Regions from separate parts of the Cricetulus griseus genome. Here region 1 is linked to region 2. A link is a contact called in public Hi-C data. All regions are on one chromosome and are shown on one strand. Each heading gives the region's core, a stretch centred on a gene start, on an enhancer-like site or on the middle of the called end of the contact. The rest is flanking DNA. Distances are from core to core; before and after follow the strand shown.

The links. A called contact is a pair of places that touch in the nucleus more often than the background predicts.
Region 1: a contact with region 2 is called in a Hi-C map of fibroblasts, with 6 times the contacts expected there. The contact joins the promoter of Fyb1 here to the enhancer-like site in region 2. A contact is called at or near these places in 3 of 8 Hi-C or Micro-C datasets (the CHO-K1 cell line, fibroblasts and liver).

The regions. Positions count from the first base shown.
Region 1 is chr2:340,308,479-340,314,319 of CriGri-PICRH-1.0, forward strand. Fyb1 (FYN-binding protein 1) reads left to right here and starts at 1,281. Exons shown (of 19, transcript XM_035440592.1): 1 at 1,281-1,420. The coding sequence starts at 1,391.
Region 2 is chr2:340,029,804-340,035,617 of CriGri-PICRH-1.0, forward strand. No RefSeq gene overlaps it. Among named protein-coding and RNA genes, the nearest start is that of Dab2, 130 kb to the right of the region's middle. Within about 2 kb of position 1,663, at least 2 of the 6 cell types and tissues checked have open chromatin away from gene starts, as enhancers often do.

The sequences.
Region 1 (5,841 bases), core at 31-2,530, 280 kb after region 2:
CTCACCACTTTGCACAGTAACACATCTTGGCATTAACCACTGCCCAACTGCAATAAGTCTATTCTCTGGCCAAGATTGGGAGCAGCACATAGCTATGACTATAACATAAATATTTAGATGGCCATAGCATAACATGACCATTTAGAAAAAAACACATCAATACTAGGTGTATTACTTCTTTAGTCATGGCTTTTGACCATGATTATAGTACAGTCATGAATTCCCTTCAGAGGAGTAGGCCTCAAGACCTATCAAGGGAATGGTTGGTTACCCCCACAGACAATCTTTTATTACTATTACACCAATGAGCATGTCTTGCCTGGAGGATTGGTATTAAAACATGTAGGGGCCAGCACTCCATGAGATCATTGATATATTTTCTTCTCAGCAGCCTACCTAGCAAGCACCTTTCAGAAGTGTGAAAGCTGACCAACAGGGAGAGTTTCCTGGACAGTTTAATTTTTATATCTCTGGGTCCTGAAACAAGAGTGGTGTCTTCAGCAATAGGATCTTACCATCTAGTTGAGGTGGGCAGCCAAGAGCCATGGTAATAGCCTGTACTGTTCTTGGGCCTCTCTGAACAATAACTCATAGGGAGGTAACTCATAAAGTCCAATGACTACTATTCTTAAGACACAGACAAATGAAGAACCATACCAATGACAATGTCTAATGAAACCAAGACAAAGATATTACCATGTGATGTAGCAAGTACTCTAATGGGGGAAAAAGAGTCTTGAGTATGTGGGTGAAATATGAGCTGAGCTTAAATACAGATGTCAGGCAACCCATGTGAAGACCAGAATGAGGCAGGTATGGACATAAGGAAAGAGGGATATCATGTGTGACTATAGATGTGTTCCAAATTAGTGAAAGAAAGCCTCACTTGTCTTTGAGGGCTTGGAATACAGTTCAGTGCTAAAGTGCTTGCCTAGCATGAGTAAAGCCATAAGGTCAATAAAAAGGGGGGAGGAAGGAGTTGGGTTACTTTTATCCTGAGGGTTGGAATGCCAATGAAATGCTTTAAGCATTTATCACAGGAATATATGATTCATTTATCACAGGAATATCTTGATGACAGTCCTATGGGGAAGGATCCCATTTGAAGAACAGTTCTATAAGAAGTTAAGGCATTGTCAGACAGGAAGTGAGAGGGGCAGTGGGGGAGGGGAGTGGTAAATTCCAAAGATCTTTGGGAGGGGCTGGGCCAAGCTGATGGGAGGTGAGAATGTGAGTCAGAGAAAGGAGGCTAATGCAGATTGCCTATGTCACATGTCGTAAGAGAATGGTGACTGTTGGGACACTGAGAGAAAAACCTATCCAGACATGTTCACCTGATGAGAAAGTCAGGAATAAGAGCCTCAGCAGGGAAAGGGAGACATGAGGACCCATGAAGGACAAGAGGCTAACAGGGAACACGGTGAGCTGTGGGGGTGGAGAGGGGGCCAAACCAGACAGGGCCTCTAGGTGCATACTGCCAGGTATGGGAACTTGCTAACCAAATCAAAAGGGTGGAGCCAGCAGGAAGGGAAGGGAGCATTGTGGTGTTATTGAAAGCCATCCCTGTGACCACTGTGACCTTCAGGATCCCTTACCCCACTCAAAAAAAAAAAAAAAAAAAAAAAAAAAAAAAAACTGGTCAAAACAATTCATCAAGAATGAAGAAAAATTGTTTCGCTTCTTGAATCTTCTATTTTAAACATTTTATCTTTTGTATTTCCTCATATTTCCAACCAAATGCTATAGTTATAAAGCAGTGCATGCTTTGTTGTGAAAAGATAAATTCTAGATAAAACAAATTAAAGTTCAAGGGGGGGGATCATAAGTCAGATATTAATCCTCCCATGTAGCCCCCCTCTCATTCTCTTTCAGATTCATAGGTGTTCTTTTTTTCCATTGTTGCTACTTATCTATATTTCTAAATACATAAATACAATCTGCTCAGTCTGCATAATACTACTTATATGTATATATCTCAGGGTTGACCATTTGGTATTGGATAATCAATTTGTGTTTTCCCTGGGAAAGACTTTCTCCTGCTCTCAGCATTCCATAGTGACTTGTCGTTCTTTGTGTAGGGTGAGGTCTCATGAACTTTTTTCTGTCCATGTTGTTTTTTTCTTTAAAGATTTTATATATATATATATATATATATATATATATATATATATAATATATGTGTGTGTATTAATTTATATAATTAATATATATATAATTTCACCTACCTGTGTTAGGACACCATGTGCAGTACCCATAGAAGCCAGAAGAGGGCAACAAGAGCCTCTGGAATGGAGCAACCATAGGCAAATTATGAACTACAATGTAGGCACTGAGAACTAAACCCAGGTCCTCAGGAAGAATAACCAATGCTCTTAACCACTGAGCCCTCTCTCCACCCCCCTCCCGATCTCTCAGTTTTAAGTCTTGTTCTCTGATGCAAATGTATTTCCAAGATCTTTAAAAGCTTTAAACTCCAAAGCTGCCCAGAAAGTTTCCCAGCTTTCTGGAGAAGCAAAATAAAGAACAGATGATAAAAATAATGCTGAAGTTAGAAGAAAAGGCAGAAGATGTTAGAGGAGAGCTACTGGTTTTTTGTTTGGGGTTTTGTTTTCACACATTACATAGGAGCCAATCGTGCATGGTGTGAGTTATGATGTTTCTCTTTATGCAGAAGTTTTGAGGTAAGGAAGAGGAAATGACCACAAAAGTCAAAGAAAATCAGCAGAACCCATGTCTGCTCTCCACTTCCACATAACCCACTTTCATCTTCATTACCAGTGAGTCTGGGCATCTTATAGCCAAACACAGCAGAGAGTAAGCACAGTGGAGGAATATGTTTCTTTGACAAACTATGATCTGAACACACTTGGCTCACAAGCCAAGCACGTAGACGTCGTGAGCTTTCACTGAGACATTCATTTGAACATCATCTGCTACACATTAATCTTGGCGGTGGAAGGGTGTGGCTCGGGCTGCCATACACTCGTCTTTTCAGAGCATTAGAGGGGAACGCAGTGCTATCAAACTACACTCAGATCCCTGGGACAGAGGAACCCATTGATCTTGGGCCAGGTGATTGCATTCTCAAATACATCAGTAAAGGCTTTCAATGCACACACAGTGGAACTAGTGTGGTCACCAGCACCATATCACCACACTTGAAATATGACTCCCTTGGCCATTGGTTTCCAGGTTGGTTAACCTATTTCAAGACTCAGGATATCAACTAAATTTTTTAATTGAGTAGAAATGTTATCATTTCTAAAAATTAAACAGCAATAATTTGCATGAAATAGCAATAATAAGTTCTACTTCTAATGTGGAAACAGAGAAACAAGCATATGGACAGGTAACAGGAGTGAACAGTAATCACTTTCCTGGTCAGATGGAATGGGCACAAGTTAGAGGTGAAATTTAGCTGGGCAATAAAGAGGGATACTGATATCCTAAACAGGCATTTGATCCTGGGAGTGATAATGCTGGGAGTAAAAAGGTTCCCCCACTTCCACTACACACCCTCCCAACTTACTATCTCTTCTATACCAACTTGTGGTCTATAATACAGCAGCACAGGATCATCATGGCTCAAGTTTCCTACCCCAGAGATACAGACAGTCATCACTTGCTTAAAACCACTCCTGTGGGAGTGGGAACCCTGAACATTTAGTAACATGTTCAGAAGTACTTAGGTGTCACCTTGGATTGGGTGGCAGATGGGAGGTCTGATGTTGACTTGAGAAAACTTTGAGTGATTTTATTTTTATCTAATTGCTCACATTTCCCTGTGGCTTATCAAAGATTTCACTGGGAAGTAACCACAAAAATAATGAAAACCGTATATAGTATATCAGTATCTTTCTAAAATTATTTTGTGTATGGTGTGTGTTTGACATGTATGTATGTCACAGGTGAGCACATTCCCTGGCATGCGTGAGGACACCTCTGGTGTTGGGTGTCACCTTTCATCTTGCTTGAAATGTGGTCTCTTTTCCATTCAGCACTGGGTACACCAGGCTTGCAGGACTACAAGCTTCCTAGCTTGCCATAGGAATGTTAGGATTGCAGATACGTGCCTTCACACCTGGCTTCACACACACACACTCAGAATCTCTGAGTTCTGAGGATTTCAATTCAACTTCTCATGATTGTATGGCAAATGCTTGACCCACCAAGGGTTTTCCCAGCCCACCAGTTTCCTTTTAAGACTTAATACAAGTAATCCTTTTCAACTCTACTTTCAGATATGACTATCTCAAGAAGGATTATAGGTAACAAAAACCATGCTCTTTGTGGTGTGTCGTCTTTCTTGATGGAGGAAGAAATGCTAGGGCTACGTGTTATCCTGAAAGACTCACCATGGAGATATTCTCCCTTTTCCTTATTGACTATGCAAACAAAAACCATTCTCAGACTGCGACAACCCAGGAGGTGTTAAAACACCACCCTGATTGGATGTATTGTGAAGGTAAAGATCCCCAATGGAGTCTATAGAGGGGCATCAGTCCTATGAGTGTAGCTCTCAGTTTCCTTAGAAAGAACAAGAAGAGGATCCTCTTTGACAACTGAGGGGGAGCACAGAGGGAAGGGCTAATTTTAACTTTTTTGTTTGTTCATTTTACAGTTCTTTTCAAACTGTAAGAGTTTCTTGTTTTGAGAGATGTTGGAAATAGGCCGCTGGCCAGAGAGGGTTATTGGGCTGTAGTTCACTAACTCATTAGGGGCAGATCTTCCTGGGAGGACAGTGGGCATCTCTAGCATGACCTCTACAAGGTCATAAGCCATGAAGAGAAACAGCCACTCTTGTTCATTTTGCAGGGTTCCGGATAGTACTTGATTTCACATTTGTTTTTAACATTACAAATGAAGAAAGAAATTAAGTGAAATTTGTAAAATCCTAAGGTAGTTTCTTATCACAGATTATCATCTAGGACCTTGTTTCCCCCTGAGTTTGAAGTCTCACAAGAACATTAGCAGTGAGCCCATGGAACACTCCAGCACACTTGCCACCTACAAGCACTCCATTTCATCTCTAGACCACAGCCAGAGCTAGGCCCCAAGTATTGCACACATTGGCTGCGGGGGGACTTTCCCAACCAAGAGTACAACTTGTCCTTTACTGCAAGGTGACAGGTCCGGGTATACAAATGGATCTTGGAACCAAAATCCCTATAAGTCTTGTCCTCATCTACGGTTATGGCTGACAGAACTTCGGTTTCACTCTTTTGAATATCACATGCTTGGTGGAAATGTCAGCAGAAGTATATGGGCTGAATAGACATTTTTCAGTTCCCATCTTTTCCCCCTTCTTGCTCAATATCCTGAGGACATGATTGAACTTTTCTCTGTATGTGTCAGCCTGGTACAGAGAGGAAGGAGCAGCTCATTCAACCATTCCCCTATACACAGCCCTGCCAGGCATCAGAATATGCCGCTAGTTCTTGGAGTTTGCATGCAAGACAGACACAGCAGCTAAAAGCAAGGGGATCCAAGGCCTGGCCCCCAGGAAAACCCACTAAATGAGCCTATCCACCTTCCTACCTTCTTCTGCAGCAACCAGGTAACAAGTATTCCCAGGTCTCATCTCTCATATCAGTGTGTGAATTTTTACAGCAGGGAATGATGCCACCTCCAAATTCTGGCAGGACAGATGGTGCTGGCTGAGTAAGTGAAAGAAAGGCATGTTCTGTTGGAAAACAGCAGAGCAGGTGGACATGAGATGTTAAACCTCAGCCTTCTCTTAGCCAGAGGGTGAAAAGCAGGTAGAAAACACAGCCAGGAACGTGTCTATCCCTGTGACTTGATGGCCTCTTGTGCCTTGCAAACCTCTAGTCTTGCAACAGA
Region 2 (5,814 bases), core at 413-2,912:
GATTGTAGACTGCTACTTCTTTGCTCTAGATCTAAAATCCATATTTGAGTGAGTACATACCATTTTTGTCTTTTTGTGACCGGGTTACCTCACTCAGGATGGTTTCTTCTAGTTCCATCTATTTGCCTGCGAATTTCAAGATTCCATTGTTTGTTTGTTTTGTTCTCCCTCTAAGTAGTACTCTATTGTGTAAATGCACCACATTTTCTCCATCCATTCTTCTAACCCAGAAATTGTGTAGAATATGTACAGATTTAAAAAGTATGAAGGAAAGAGGGAGATAATTAAATTCTTAGTTTTTTGGTTTTTTTGTTTGTTTGTTTTTTGCCCCTGCTGAGGATCATAGTAGCCTTAATGGCAGAGTGGGTGACTTTTGCCTTATTCTCAGAGAGTTAGAAAGTTCTCTGCACACTAAGAGCGATCTGCTGAGCTCCCCAAATGCCACTGGATGCTAGTCTCATTAGGAATAAAACTCCGTCAGAGATGGTGACACGTGGCACTAATCCCAGCACTTGGGAGGTAGAGACAGGAGTACCAAGAATTCAAAGCCATCTTCAGCTATCTAGTGGCTTGAGGTCAGCTTGAACTGCATGAGACCTGTCTCAAACTACAACAAAAGAACTTTGTATCTCTAACCTTAGACCTGTTAATTATTTTGAAATAAATATTGGTAGATATGGATAAACTGAATTGCATTTTCTCAGATGTCTCACTATAGACTGTCTCACTCTTATTCAAGTTACCAGCTCCTGACTCTCCATCAGAAAGATCCACTAAACCACAGGAAGCACAAAGATCACAACCTAGATCTTGTGCATTTCCCTAGGACTCTATAACCCATTGTCACCTCAGAAACTGATCCAACTAATGTGGGAGTCCCTTCTACACAGTGAAGCAATTGTCTTAAATGCCTTGATTTAGTCATCAGCATACAAGGTTCAATTCTAATCTATGCATTCTTATACATAAACTGTGTGATCATGAATGGTGACTGGCCACAGTAAGAAAAATCAGGATTGCTAAATGCCTTTTTTCTCAAGACTGTACATGATACTGCATGTCACACACTTGTTACATTGCTTGGTGCTTAGATGTTAGTTGAGATAAAAATTACTTGACTGTTTATAGCTATCCTGAACTCACTATTTAAATAGTAGCTTATTCCTCTTTTGAAATCTCAAAATATTACAAAGTCTTTCCTTTTTTTTTTAAAGAGTTTTAAGCCAAAACTCTTTCTTCTTATTTATTTTGCCTGCTAATCCCAAATCTATTTCCTTAAGCACAGCTTGATATGTCCAGTTTCTGAAATATTTTTAAGCCACACAGTACCGAACTGTTCACTCCTGGGAAATAGATAAATGAGACATAACCCCATGCTAAAATAACATTAGGTAACAGAAGAGATAAGACATACCTACAGATACATGGATAGGACACATATATAAGGTATTTGGCTGTCCAGAAATACAAGATGTAAAATGAATCACTGTTTAAACAGAACCTGAGTACAAAGTACAAAAACAAATGGCAACTGAGACCCAAAGGAGGATGTGAAGTCTAACGGGGATTGAGACATCTTTGTGGAAAGAATTGTACCCTGCCCTGAAGGACATGTGAGACACCAGGAGCCGCCTGAGAGGAGGAGCAAGGGCACAAGTGCCCGGGCTACACAGAAAACAAACAGAGCAGCAGATTTTCCCAACTGTGTGAAGTACACGCGTCTCCAAGGCTTCAAGGGAAGTGTCTGTCTACATATGTACCAAACACTGTGAATAGCTGGGATGACAAAAAAAATGTATCCAAAGTAATTTTCTTAACTTCAACTTATTTACTCATATGATTAGCAACAAAGCCATCATTCTGTGTTTCCTTCATCAATGAGTATTTGAAGTACAACTAACACAGCAAGTTTGGGGAAATTGTTAATTTTAAAGGGATCTATCTACTGAAGAAGAGTGCAGGGCTATCAGGTCAAAGTTCACTCTCTCCAGGAGTCAGTCCTTCTTGGCAATGGGTAGAGTTTCTTACTGGCTTGTCTACTCACAGACATGACTAAAGCCTTTGCTCCTATCTTTGCCTTTTTTCCTGCTACCATTTGGTCCTCATCATACATTTTTTTAATTTCTACTTGCTGGTTTGAGTCCATCCACACACCCATTCCAGCCCCAGGCAGCTAAATTTTACTTAGGATTAAAAAAAAATGACTCTGGGGAGTGAGGAAAACTGTGTGTATGTACAGTTCATTCACTTCCAATATTCTTTCTATGGAATCTGGCTTTAAAATCTATCCTGTGTCTGAATTGTTTACTCTCCATATATGCCACTAACAGCCCAAGCCAAGCTACTCTCATTTTAATGTTGGACTCAGAAGTTTCCAAACTGGCCTTCCAGCACTTGCTTCTTCCTTGTTCCCCTACTTCATTCTCAGGAGAGTTTCTAGAGTGCTCCTGTTGAAGTATATGTCACATCTAAACCCTTTAGCTTTCCTATGGTCTGGCTGCTAATATTGTTTCTTCTTTTAAGTGAGCCCCCTCTTACCCTGTCTTTGCTTAGGACCCATGGTCTCTCCTTCTGGCTGCATCCCTCTGTGTCATCCACTGTGCTTGAACCATGCAAGTAACTCATCTCAAATGATAATGTGATACATACCTAATGAGCTACTCGAAGGTTTTGCCTTTTTGTAGGAATTTATTGTTTGGGCTACAGGAAGAAATTAGCTTGGTCTGAGGAGAAATTGTTTATGGTAAAAATTAGGTTTGTTTGTGATTTGAGAACATCATCTATAAATTCCACTAATAAAACATTTTGTCTTTTTTTACTTTTCCAGTTGACCTACTATACTTTTTCTCAAGTAATCTCTTTCAACACATCATTTTGAATTGTCATTACAAAAGCATTGTTTTCTGTTTGAAAGGATTTTTTTTTCTGTTTTGTGCTCAGAAACTCTAGATTGTCCTAAATGTCCTATCTCCTTGATTACTTGCTCTACAACCTGATTTACAACACTCTTGCTCCAAGCCCTAGCCCTTTGGCATTTCACAGAACTCTCTTAGTCCCTGGCTCTTCTTATCTTGGCAACCAGAGCAATCTTACCCACTAATAGACTCTCCCGCCCCATCTACACGCTGAGTCCTCTTAAGTCCAGTCCAGACTTCATTCCTGAGACTTCATTGCCTTCTAGCTGGCTTTTTCAGTATGTTGAAATGTCACTTCAAACTTAATGCATCCCAAATTCAGCTCATTGCTTTCTTTTACAGTCACTTTTCCCAGCAAACTATATCCCTGATAAATAACACATCAACCCAGACATCAAATGAGACATCTCAACCCCCCCCCCAACTGTCTTCTGCATCCACTTCCCTGCACTGATCAGGAGCAGATGGTACCTTTGCCAAGACCACAGTCTGCTGCTTTGCATCCAAGATGGCAAATCTCAACCTGTCCCACATTCAACAGGGCAATCTTTCAGTACTCTGAAGTGATAGGTGTGGATTCTGAATGCCAAAAAAACTGGGTGTGTATTCTTTGCTCTCTGCAGTCATAGGAAAATTAGAGAGACTTCTTAACTCTCAGTTTTCCCATCTACCAGGTAATAATGACCTCATACATTCTTGCAAAGACTAAATGGAGTAGGTTATACACAAGCAACTAATGGCATACGGATGCTTTTATGGGATCCTCCAAACACTTCATTTCTCTCAAATGTTCTATGAGACAACCACACTAACTTAAAAAATTCCTCCACAGAAACATGTTTGCTATGTGGCCCCCTCCTCTTACAAACAGGTTGTAAGTGTAAATCACAGTTTTATCTGTGATTTACAGTAATGAGGGGGAGAGAGTTATCTGGGAGGCGTGTCATCTGAGTTCAAGTTAATTGATGTGTCATTTGGAACAAGTAAGTGATATCTGTAGTGAAATCACCCTGAGGGAAAGTGTCTTGGTTTTGTTGTTTGTCTTGTTCTATAGCAGTAAGGGAGTTTCTTCTAGTCACTTTTATGCTAAAATTCTTCACAACTCTACTCTAGGACTGCTTAGTAAGAATTAAAGGAACAAATTGATAGGAGGGGAAGCCTGACTCGGGGAGTAAACCCACCCAAGTTCAAAAATCCTTATTAGCTGTGTGGCCAGTTATTTAATATCTATACTTTAATTATGACATAGGGTTGCTGTGGTGATGAACTCACGAAATGAATGTAAAAGGTGAAGAAAAAAGTGCATATCTCTCTGCTTAAAACACCACCAAAAGCCCATTAAGCATAATATTATATTACTTCTGGGAATGTACACAAGGAATCTGACGGTTCCTCTTTAGGAGAACAGCAGAGGACAGCCTGCTTTATCATCATGGTATAAAACATCAGAAAATATCAGTTATATTATGAAACAATTTTGACAACTGAAAGAGATTTAAGGTTTAAGGAGTTTTGGAAGCATTCTGTACATTACAGACACTATTTATAACCTGTTTCTTTTCTTTTCCTTATTCTTTTGTTTGTTTTATTTTGTTTTTCCAGGCAGGGCTTCTCATCGTAACAGCCCTGGCTGTACTGGAACTCACTCTGGATACCAGGCTATTCTCGATACTGCTGTTCCTGCCTCCCTGAGCGATGAGATTAAAAGTATGCACCACCACGCCCAGCTTTCCTATTCTAATTTTGGGAATAATTTGCGTTATTTTAGGGTAATGACACCATATATTGGAAGTCCAAGTTAATTTCTAGTCTTAACATCTATTTCTTTCTACTAGTTGCATAGAAAAATGATATTGGCTCCATGAATCATGTTCCATCAACAGTCACTCACTTTGCTATAGCTGTCATTAAAATAAATGAGCCTTGAAATAAATATAACCTATACAGAGATTGAAGTTCCAGTTTTCAGTTTTAGAAATGGGAATTGATGGCAAAAGTCACAAAAAGCACTAAGACTGCTGTCATCCATATATATGCTTGTCTGTTGTTTGTTTTTGAGACAGGATCTCCTGTAGCTGAGGCTGGCCTTGAACTTGCTATATAACTAAGGATGCCTTTGAACTTCTGATTCTTTACTATGTCCAGCTAAGACTCTGCTTTAATAACTTCAACAGGATCATGAGTATCGGCTACATTAAAATCAATTAATTTTTACACACAGCTTTGGCATAAAACATTTATCTTGTGTTCTTCATGTTTCTACTTAGGTTAACTACCAACTGCATATTAACAATTGTAATTCTTATCATTTTATTCCATTTATAAAATCACAGTAAGAGATAGCAAACTTTAGAACATCGAAAATGAATAGAATTTTTCAGGCTAGAGAAAAACTGAAGTCCCTAGGAGATGCACCAAAATACATTCAGGAGTTAAGTAAAGCGTATTCAGAAGTGGAAGGAAATTAGACAGTTTCATACTTCAACATTGGCATTTTACAAACTATTGAAATCTTCATTTACAACCTGGAAAATGTTCAGGAAAGCAGAATTTCCACAATTCTATATTTTAGTTTTTGTATATTTGAGCTTTATCTTTTGTTTTGTTTTGTTTTGTTTGTTTGTTGTTTGCTTTTCAAACAGTCTTGATGTGTAGAATAGACTGGCCTCAAACTCAAAACTCTCCCGCTGCAGCCTCCTAACTGTTGGGATGAGGGGTGTGTGCCAGTGTGCCTAATTGAGGCTTAAGTTTTCCGATCCCACTCTGGGGCAAACCCTGCCACAATAGAAGGAAACTAACTAAGTGCTAGCATTGAAAAAAAAATACTTATTTAAATTTTCTGTGCTCCATTTCCCTCCTCCCCATCCCAGGAGGGAGTTCACATTTAGACAATTGTTTG